Linked DNA regions of Mus musculus: region 2 is linked to region 1. The links are chromatin contacts, called in public HiChIP or PLAC-seq maps. All regions are on one chromosome and are shown on one strand. Each heading gives the region's core, a stretch centred on a gene start, on an enhancer-like site or on the middle of the called end of the contact. The rest is flanking DNA. Distances are from core to core; before and after follow the strand shown. Region 1 overlaps Rad51b (RAD51 paralog B). Region 2 overlaps Gm46361 (a long non-coding RNA gene).

What was found. HiChIP or PLAC-seq counts read pairs in DNA pulled down with a chosen protein or histone mark.
Region 2: a contact with region 1 is called in a RAD21 HiChIP or PLAC-seq map of pro-B cells, with 6 times the contacts expected there. The contact joins two enhancer-like sites. A contact is called at or near these places in 2 of 15 datasets of contacts at CTCF or cohesin (large pre-B cells and pro-B cells), 5 of 484 Hi-C or Micro-C datasets (Sertoli cells, adipose-derived mesenchymal stem cells, beige adipocytes and 2 more), 3 of 115 datasets of contacts at active chromatin or transcription factors (embryonic stem cells, fibro-adipogenic progenitors and kidney) and 1 of 9 other capture datasets (embryonic stem cells).

Annotation. Positions count from the first base shown.
Region 1 is chr12:79,355,178-79,360,520 of GRCm38.p6, reverse strand. The region is part of intron 7 of Rad51b (RAD51 paralog B); the gene reads right to left. Among named protein-coding and RNA genes, the nearest start is that of Rad51b, 61 kb to the right of the region's middle. Within about 2 kb of position 1,515, at least 27 of the 459 cell types and tissues checked have an H3K27ac peak or open chromatin away from gene starts, as enhancers often do. A contact at or near this core is called in bone marrow-derived macrophages and pro-B cells, where this site is marked.
Region 2 is chr12:79,880,961-79,886,132 of GRCm38.p6, reverse strand. All of the region lies in intron 1 of Gm46361 (a long non-coding RNA gene), which reads right to left. Among named protein-coding and RNA genes, the nearest start is that of Gm46362, 9.1 kb to the left of the region's middle. Within about 2 kb of position 2,237, at least 11 of the 459 cell types and tissues checked have an H3K27ac peak or open chromatin away from gene starts, as enhancers often do. A contact at or near this core is called in bone marrow-derived macrophages and pro-B cells, where this site is marked.

The sequences.
Region 1 (5,343 bases), core at 266-2,765:
GAAAGTCTTGTTTTCCCCTTGGATAAAAGACATATATCCAAAAATATTAATATATTAATGTGTCTAAGGTAAATATGATTCTATCTTTCTCTTTGAAGAACTTTCAGTTCCTTGGCCTACCCAGGAGATAGTGACTGAAGCACATCTTCTCTGTCTATCTATCTCCCTCTCTTGTGATTATACATGCATGTATGTAGAGGCCATAGGTCAATCTCAGACATCCCTCGGGTGATCCACTTTGGTTTTTAAGACAAAGGTCTCTCATTTGGCCCAGACCTAATAAATGTGGCTAGGCTAGCTGGCCAGCAATGCCCATGAACTTCCCTGTCTCAGTCTCCCCCGAGCTGAGATTATGATCGCAGGTTACTACACCCACCTTGTCCTGTGAGTGCTGCAGGTATCATTAGGATCCTTAGGACTACACAGCAAGCACTTTACTGACCATTTCCCTGGGGTTTTCTTTTTACCGACATCAAGGCATCGGGCATCCAAAAAACTCTGTTGAACATTTAATAATTTTAAGGTCTTTAATGGTAACACCCATGTTAGTTTTGACCGCTGTTGTTTGCCTGGCATACAGCATGCCTGGCACACAGTATGTGCTCAAAATCTGTAACTTCAATCCACAGATGAAATTCCTACAGTAGCTGCAGTTCAGACTCAGTATGAGAACTTAGCAATCTACTAAGCATCTGAGACAATTTATCGAGAAAGGGGGATAACAGTTCTCATAGTTATTACAAAGATTAAACAAGTTCTACCACATAAAACATAGAAGATCACAAACACACACGTACATACATATACACACATATGTACACACACACATATGAGCTGGAAAGATGACTCAGTCACTGAGAGCACTGGTTGCTCTTCTAGGGGATCTAGGATTTGATTCCCAGACCCGCACTGTAACTCTAGTTCCAGGGATCTGGCACCCTCCTCTGGCCTCCACAGGTACCAAACATACACACAATGCATACACATACAAGCAGGAAAAACACCCATTCACATAATAAAATAAAATAAAATTTAAAACTAAATTATCCTTAATGTGACCCATGCTACTTGAATGTGTATTTAATGTGAAAACTTGAATTTAAAAATGTGACTACATTATAATTGATGTCATTCAATTTAACTTCATAACCATATTTTTATTAGATAACAAAAAAGGGCCAGAAAAAACTAGGAAGAAATGGAAATATTAAAATACAAAGACAATTAGGGGGGAACCCTCATACATAAGAAAATGTCTTAAAAGAAAATAACTCCTTTACATTTTATAGCTTGAAGCACAAGTAATAATTTCCAAGTGACAAAACTCACACAAATAGAGCAGCTAAGACATTGATTTTTACTGAAGTTATACTCTAGCTCTACCCCCCAAAATTTACTTCTTAAAGGCACTTACATGGATACAAAGTCCTAGGGGCGGGGCTTATCACAATGCACGTTAATCTCTCCTTCCACCCCTACCCCTACACTAGCTTCTTTTAAAAATAAGCCTACAGCGCCATCTACTGTGTCTGCTCTATCACAGCTCTTTTGACCAGCGAGCACTGCAGAAATGAAAACTGAGACTGTCACTTGAAAATCTTCTTCCAGAACAACAATATCAACCAACCAGTTTCCCCAGAGCTCCCAGGGACTAAGCCATCAACCAAGGAGTACACATGGCTCCAGCTGCACACGTTGCAGAGGATGGCCTTGTCATGCATCAATAGGAGGAGAGGTCCTTGGTCCTATGAAGGCTCGATAGATGCCCCAGTGTAGAGAAACTGAAGGTGGGGAGGTGGGAGTGGGTGGGTGGGCGGGTGGAGGAACACCCTCATAGAAGTGGGGTGGGGGGTGGGGTAGGATGGGATAAGGGGTTTCCGGGGGCGGGGGAGGGGAGGGGAACCGGGAAAGGGGATAACATTTGAAATGTAAGTAAAGAAAATATCCAAGAAAGAAAAGAAAATCTCCTTCCAAAGAAATGAAAGAAGCCCTTCTTCCCCCAGCATATACATTTATATAATATTCTTAGGCTTTTCTTTCCCCCTCCTTACTAAATAGAACTGACCATTAAAAAAAAAAATTCACAGTAGAGACCAGATAGCTCCTTTGTATGCTAAAGGAACAGCAATAATGATCTTTGTTGTTGCTGCTGCTGCTGCTGCTATTGTTATTGATTTGCCTTTGCAGTGCTGAGGAATCAAATCCAAAAAATCTCTATATTAGAGAAAAAGAAAATAAGCTACTGAGGAATTATTAAATATTTTGTTCAAGTCACAGAGCTAGTGAATGACCAGACACTCAGAGTAAATTTTTACACACAATATTTGTGTTACTGTCAGTGGATTCCCACTAATCACACTCTGGTCTCCAGAACTTCAGAGAACAAGCTCTACACGATGCTATTTATTCATTTCCCACATTCTAGCACCATTCCACCTTTCCAGTGTCCTTGTCAGGAGTCGGAGTATAGTCTACATCTACTTTTAGAAACTATTCTCTTGTGCTGAGAATGTACTAAAATACCTAGGCCCTACCCTGAAGGTTCTAATTCAGTGTGTCAGAATCAAGAAGTCGTTTTGTCTCTTTGTTTCTTTCGGGTTTTGCAATACTGAGATCAAACATTGACCTAGTGCACGCTAGGCAAGAGCTCTATCACTGAGCTACATCACCAGCCCTACAATATGAAATCTTTGTTTTTAACAAGTGGCCTCCAATGAACCTGGCGGAACCAGTCTGAGGCCTTGCATTTAGATCCATGGAGATTGGGGTGTGTGGGGTGGGCGGTGGCTTGGGCTATTCAGTCAGAATATTACTCACAAAAGAATTCCTCTACTTTTGGGTAAAGCTTCTCCTGATTTTTCAATTTGAAGTGTTTAAACTTAGAGAACTGTGAAAATACAAAGGTGTCACAAAATTAAAACATTTGAAGGACTCTTATTATGACTTTTGAAAGAAAGTATACAATTGGTAAATGCAAAACTTTAAATTGTTTTGTAATAATCTCAGAAGAGTACGGAAGGAATGAAGTCTTCCTGTTCTGTATACAAGTCCTTTTCTGGCCCTCTAAACACCTGACTCTCTACAGTGGTTTTCCAAAATCACTCCAGGGATTCCAACTCTCGGAGGTGAGGGAGCCCAAGAAGCCAGCCCCATCTTCTCCTTGCTTAGTTAAAACAAAGGTTCCATGACTCTCCTCCCCTCTCCAGCCCCCTTGACTCCTGTTTGTGTGTTTCGTGTGAGTTGTTTACGACCACACAAATCCTTTCCTAATGCAAGGATACCTACAGCCTGCCAGCCCTCAGTGCCTGTGACAGTGTCTCTCTTACGTTTTCAACTCCCAGAATCTTTGTAGTTTCTAGGCACCAGTGTACTAAGGGACTCTCTAAGTAGTGTACAACATCCGGCTTTTTCTAATAATGCTTGAAGATGGAAAAGGAGATTGTGGAAGAGGTGTGGTGTGTGGACCTGGGGCTGGGGCTCATTGGTAATGTGCTCTTGACATGTATAATGCAATGGTTTCAATCCCATGAATAAGTAGCCTATAACGGGATGGATATGTTAACATGCCTCTGTAATGTACATAGATAGATGAGTCACATTTGTGAGCTGTATCAGTGAAGAACTTATTCTACTACTATTACACAAACATCCTTTCGATATCTCATGGTAGTTTCCTTGAGAATCAGCCCTGGAGGCAAACGATTCCCTGTACTACTTCACATCTCATTTACATTTTAAGTCTATTACTCAGATTCTAAATGACAGACTATTCGAAAATCAAAAATAATCCACAAACCACAGAAAATACTTAAAAGGCTATATGAAGGGCTAGACCTGCCCATCAAAAAAAAGCAAACATACATAAAGTGAGTATATAATATCCCATGGTTGTTTTGAAGGGAAATAACACCCACTCATATATATTACGGCTGACCTTCAAAAGGATACTCAGGTGCCATATTTTTGCATCACTGTTGCTTCTAAACAGAATGTTCTTTGTCCCAGTCTTCACATTCTGGAGAGAGCAGTTTCCTCAAGAGGACAAGGCTCTGTAACTTTACTGGTGTACTCTGACTACTTCACATAAACCGTCACTTCAAGTTCAGCATGTCTGCCCCAAATTGCCCAATCCTTCCACTATTTCTAATACTACAAAGCAGCTTCCCAGAAACCCCATGTTAAGATCAAGCAAAACAATTTGGTGTCATCAGCAGATTTCACCATTTCCTCTTGGACTCATTAACACGCCAAACAAGCATGATCCTGGTGTCACCTCTCGGAGTTACTACCATGAACTTTTCTCTTCAAACTAAGCCAGCCACTACTTAGTGATTCCCATCATAGAACCAGAATGTGTTTATTTACTAACGGTTCATTTTTGATGGCTATTTTCTCACTGAAAGTTGCAAAATACATTATAAGAGTAAAGGAGGGCTGTCCCCAAGGAGAGGCACAAAAGGCAGCCAAAAGAAACAGCTCCCAGATGAGCAGTTCACCCAATCACTCAAACCTCCTCGGACTCTGCTGGGTCCCAAACTACAACACAACTGTGACCCTTCCTCTCCAATTATTCATTTCTTTAAAGTTGTATGAGAGACCACTATTAAACACACTTGAAAATTCTGTATGAATTATAACCAGTAGGTCCAATTACTTTATTAGATTTTTCTTCTCTTTAATACATTGAAAGAAGGGAAAAGCAAACAGCCCTTATATAGAAAGTAAAGATCCAAACAGCTTTCCACCCAAATGATGGACAACACATTGCCCTCTTTCATTCAAGGGCCAGTCCATTTGAAGCTTTACTCTGCCTTCCCAGCTTGCATCTGCATTACAGAATTCATGCAGATACTAAAGGAAACCAGGCTGAGGGACAAAGAAGCAACCCTATCCACTGTCCGTATGCAATCTCACTCAGAGCAGCAACATTCTATACGCTCTTCTCACCTGCCCTATTCTAGCAGACCCCTACCCAAAACCTGGCACTGGAGCAACCACATCACATTTACCCTGTTTTAAATGACAACCTCCTGTGTGAGATCATAAAAAGGATAAAGTCAGCAGACACGACGGACACCACCATCACCTCCATCGCCCTCAACCCTCACACACAGCCTGAGATGGTCTCGGGGTCACTGTAGTTCTGGATGCATGAACTGAGGGAGGAGCAGAAGATCAATGAGAGACCCTAAAAAGTCTCATAAGGTGCAGTGGATTAGCAGGCAGGGCAGCCGTGAGCAGAACTCAGTTTGCCTATCTTGCCCCATACAAAATCAAGTCAAAACACTCCCCTTAAAGAACCAAATTTGCCAAAGACGTTTAGACTTCATGTCTAGCAGCACA
Region 2 (5,172 bases), core at 988-3,487, 520 kb before region 1:
CTGGTAAAGCAAGGTATTGGGGTTACAAGAGCACATGAAGTGGCCTCCATGCAAAGGGGAGGACTTTAAGTAGGGATGTAAAGTGGGAGGCATGCGAAGCGGGGAATTGGGAGCAGAGGAAAGGGGTAGACAGAATCTCTGGGATTGGTCTGGTTATCTGTCCCTTCTCCTAGTGAATCTTTAACGGCCTCATTCCTGTTTCTATAGACCTTGCTACCATTATATCTGCTCTGAAATGTGTGACAGTCTCGCCAAGGCCTGAGGAAGCTGTTTCTCTGCGGCTGTTTTGGTATTCAACCACTTGCCTTTGCCAAACAGCTTCTCAGTCCTAGAGATCTGGGGAGATCTAAGAGCAAAAGTCCTTAACTTCAAGACCAGCCCCTCGGGAGGTCTGAGCTTATAAATAGCTAACCATGGAGAAGGAGGCAGAGGGGAGCAGAAGAGTCACAATGGAGCAGTGGTTGGCAGAATGTGGTCCTAGGGCCAAACCCAGCTCCTGTTCTACTTCTGTAATGTGAGTTTGATTAGAACCAAGCTCATTTGTCTGCATGCTGGCAATGGCTGTTTTTGTACTACAGTGGCAGAACTGAGTAGCCGTGACAGAGACAGTGAGTGTCATGACTCAACTTGATTGCCAGGTTGGCTGAAAGGGCTTAAGAAATTAGTAAAGGGAACTTCAGGGTACTTCCCTCTGCAAGGATGATCCAGAGAACAGTAGATAAGGAGACAGACTTGCTATGACTGTGGTGACGCCATCTCAGCTGGGTGGATGCTCACACAGAATTAAAATAGGAAAAGACTCAGGAGGCAGAATTAAGAACATTATCTTGGGTTTGAGGCCAGTCTACTCTGCACTGTGAGTTCCAGCCAGGGAATCATAACAAGATCCTGTCTCAATAAAAACAAAACCAGGGTCTGTCACCGTGACTTACACTCTAATCCCAGCCATTGGGAGGCAGAGGCAGGAGGATCTCTGCAAGTTCTAGGTCAGCCTGATCTAGACAGTGAGTTCTAGGTCAGCTAAACAAGACCCTGTTTCAAAAAAACAAAGCAAAATAAAACAAAATAAAAGACAAATGTGAGATAGGGGCAGGGAAGGTAACCCTGTCTCAGCTTCCTGGCTGCCTTGAGGCAAGCTGCTATTCATTGTCCTGCCTTCTATGCCAGGATGGATTGAAACTCTGAAAACTATGAACAAAATAAATGTCTCCTCCCTTAAATTGTCCGGGTCATGATTTTGTCACAGTAACATGAAGTCTGACTAACACAGACAGCCTGACTCTCAAAGCTTAAAATATTTGCTTTCTCATCTTTTAAAGAACACATTTGTTGAGCTCTGACTTAAGGGAAACAAGTCTTACAAAAGTTTAATTTGGATTAAAGTAGGACCAGGAGAAACACAGCCCAGTTTACTGGAATAGTGAACACAAAGAGACAGAGGCAGTAGAGGATCTTTTATAATAAGACAAGCAATGAGCTGTCTTCTTATCTGTGGACATGGCTGAAATGTTGGTGGCCGTAGTGATGTTCAACCTCTTTGTGACTTCAAGATCTATAAGAGGTATCTCAAGACATTTTCTTCCATTCACAAGACTATATGAGGTCAAGACAGAAGCAGGGTTTTCAACCCATGCCCTTCCAAAAGGATGGTGAAGTTCAGGTTGCACATTCCAAGAGTCAACAGGTTAGCAAAATAACTCGGGTTCCCAGAAAGCAATACAACATCTACCTTGAACAAGGACAGCAGAGAAAGGTTCATAGCACCGAGGGTGATGACAGTCACCCCAGCAAAGTAGTCATCACTAGTTTAAAACTGGAGAAAGACCACAAAAAGACACATGAGTGGAAAGACATGTCTTGACTGGTAGGAATGGAAAAGGGCAAAACATAAGAAGAAGAAAGACACAAGAAGATACAAGATTAAAGTAACCGTATACACAATTTCCATTTGAAACTGCTAACATTAAACAGAAGAAACAACAGGAAGTTGAACGTGGTCAAGAGGAACGACTGGAGATGAGGATGAAGGATGGGCTGTGGCTGAGCAGGGAAGCTTCCTTTAAATCGACACTAACATGTTAGAAATCCATCTGTGGAGCAGGGCATCTTCTTCCCCATTGGTCATTTCTTTCTCACCCAAGAAATGTGTATGTGACCTCCAGTATATAGATATATAAAAGTTATATATAACTTTTGAGTAAAACTGCTGACACGGTGGTGTACTCAGACTCTCGTACTGGGGAGGCAGAAGCAGAGAAATCCCTGGGGCTTGCCAGCCAGCTGCTTTAGCCCAATTTGTGAGCTCCAGACCAATGAAGACTTGGTCTCAAGGGAGATAGATAGTATTCTTTTTTTTTTTTTTTTTTTTTTTTTTTGGTTTTTCAAGACAGGGTTTCTCTGTGTGTCCCTGGCTGTCCTGGAATTCACTCTGTAGACCAGGCTGGCCTCGAACTCAGAAATCCGCCTGCCTGTATTCTTGAGGCTATCTGAAGTGGTCCTTGGGCTTTCCTTTGCATGCATACAGGCATGCACACATAAACACAAATACACACATTTTAAAATTCTCTGATAGACATGTAATTTTACATTTATTAGAAATTATATCACATTGCATATTAATGATATGGACATACCTATTTACATAGACATTAAATTTTAGCTGAATATTTGATACTGCAGGACATATAACATTTTGAACATATTTCATAGTTGATTAATTTGGTTTTATGGTTGCCAATACTGAGAATGCCACTTTACATACATACATACACCCATACACACACACACACATATACATACACACACACACACACACACATATGAAATGCAAAATTCTAGATGCTCATTCAGGATCACCTTAGAAATTATTGGAAATTCTAATCCAACCCAAAATTCATTTAACAGTTAAAAAAATGAAACTCAAGGCATCAACTCAAAACAGCAATTAAAAAAAATTAAACATCCTTACAGGACTGAAGGATGATGGTAGAAAATATATACAAGACATTGTCTTCTGTAATGAAACCATTATGTTTACATGAGCAGAACACAATATGTATAGTGAGACACTATAGTTCATTTCAAAAAATATTTTGTAAAGATTTATTTATTTTATATATAAGTACACTGTAGCTGTCTTCAGACACACCAGAAGAGGGGATCCCATCTCATTACAGATGGTTATGAGCCACCATGTGGTTGTTGGGATTTGAACTCAGGACCTTCAGAAGAGCACTCAGTGCTCTTAACAGCTGAGCCATCTCTCCAGCCCGACACTATAGTTCATTGCACACTCCTGCATGTGAGCTGGGGTGCTTCACTCATTGGCATTGGGCGGCCTGGTGGCACGCATGGGGCAAAGTGAGCATGCGTGTGTTCAGACGAAGGCTGCAGTGAACTGGAGCAAGGGGAGCACTTCCAGAGGCCCTTTGGATTTATGATGTCTTTTTAAGGACTTACTCTCTTTTCAATTACATGTATTATGTGTGTCTGGGTGTGGCTATGTGCTTGCAAGTGCCAGTATCCACAGAGGCATCAGATGGATCCCCTGGAGCTGGAGTTACGGAAGGTTGTGAGCTGCCCAATGTGAGTGTTGAGAACAGAGCTCTGGTCCCCTGCCAGAGCAGTTTAGACAGCTGCAAAGAAAAAGTGTGGAGACCGAGTCTATAGACAACACAGAACCAGTGTAGATCCAGGAGACTAGAGAGACATGCCACCACAACCACTGCCAGCCATGTTTAAGTGCTTGGAGTTCTTGGAACAGAATCACAAATACCAAGAGCTGTCATTCCAAATCCCACTCTGCATTCTCTCTCTTCTTTGGGACAAGGCCTCAATATTTGCACTGCTCTCAGAGCTTTGCAGGCAGGGAGTAGAGTGGTAGGTGACATTCAAATTCAGGGATGAGAAAATCCATCCCAGGAATGCCGCATCCCATCTTGACTTTCCCACTGATCTACACGAGTCCTCAAAGCAATGGTGTATGCTTTTAGCAAGGAGGGACAGGGTTCCCACTGGTATGCAAGACCCCTGGTAACACAGGATGGAGCTGGGAATGGAAAAAGAAGCACTGAAGGCCCAGAACTCAGCTCTCAGCACCTTACCCCACCTCGGTCAGACCCGAATTGTCCTCACTCGGTCAGAAACCCCCAGTTGTCCCAAATTCCAATTTTACACCTGCCTTCCAGGTTGCAGGAGGGACATGGAATTATTGCAGCCACAGAGAGACCCTGTTGGGCTTAGTTGAGGCTGATGGCTTAGCACGTTCTCAGAACACCCGGTTGTATAGAATACGGCTTCTGAGGAGAAGGCAGATACTACTTCTCTTTGGAAAGGAGCTGGGCGTGCCATTTATCTGTTTCATCTCTTTATTTAGACATCCATTCAGTGCCATGGAGAACCCATCATCTATGTTCTTCCAAGTTTTCAAAGGAAGGGACTGGGTGTAGTGGATGCACCTGTAATCCTAGCACTCAGGAGTGTTCTTGGCCAGCCTGGGCTATATAGCAAGACCTTGTACCTAAACAGCAGAAGCAGCTAGCCTGAATTAAGCAGGAGAAGAATCTGCATAATTTACATGGGGTAAAGCTGAGAGCCCCCAAAGGATGCACAGGCTGTGGTCTGGAGCCCAGGCCCAAGATCCTGGTCCCATCAAAGAATGGTTCTCCTTTTGAGCTCTGAGAAAGAGCACAGGCTCTTCTTTTCTGCCTATCTCTTTGAAGAACATGGGAGGGGGGAAAATGAAAACAAAAACAAATGACAGCGACCACAATCACTTTTTACGACCACAGATGGAGTCGGGAGAGGAAAGCACGCTCTGCCTGGCTTTCACAATCCCACATCATCTGGCCTCACTCTCGGATGGAATCTTATTCCCCGCATGGAGTCTTCATTCCGACCACGTCTGTTTCCTGCTCTCAAACACGCCACCCGAATCCACTCTTTGCTCTTGGTTGAAATTCTCCCCAGCCTTGGCTCTCACAAGCCTGCATCGGTTTACAAAGTGTCCTTCACTGCCACCACCTCCTCCTCCCACTCCAACTTCCTCCTCTAGAGAGTGGCGCAGTGAGTTAGAACTCCCTGGTATGCGTCTGTGTTTCGGGGCTCCTTCATTGACTTTTTGGGAGGACATGCTGTCACGGATTTCCACAGAAGTAAACAAATGAGCGATCA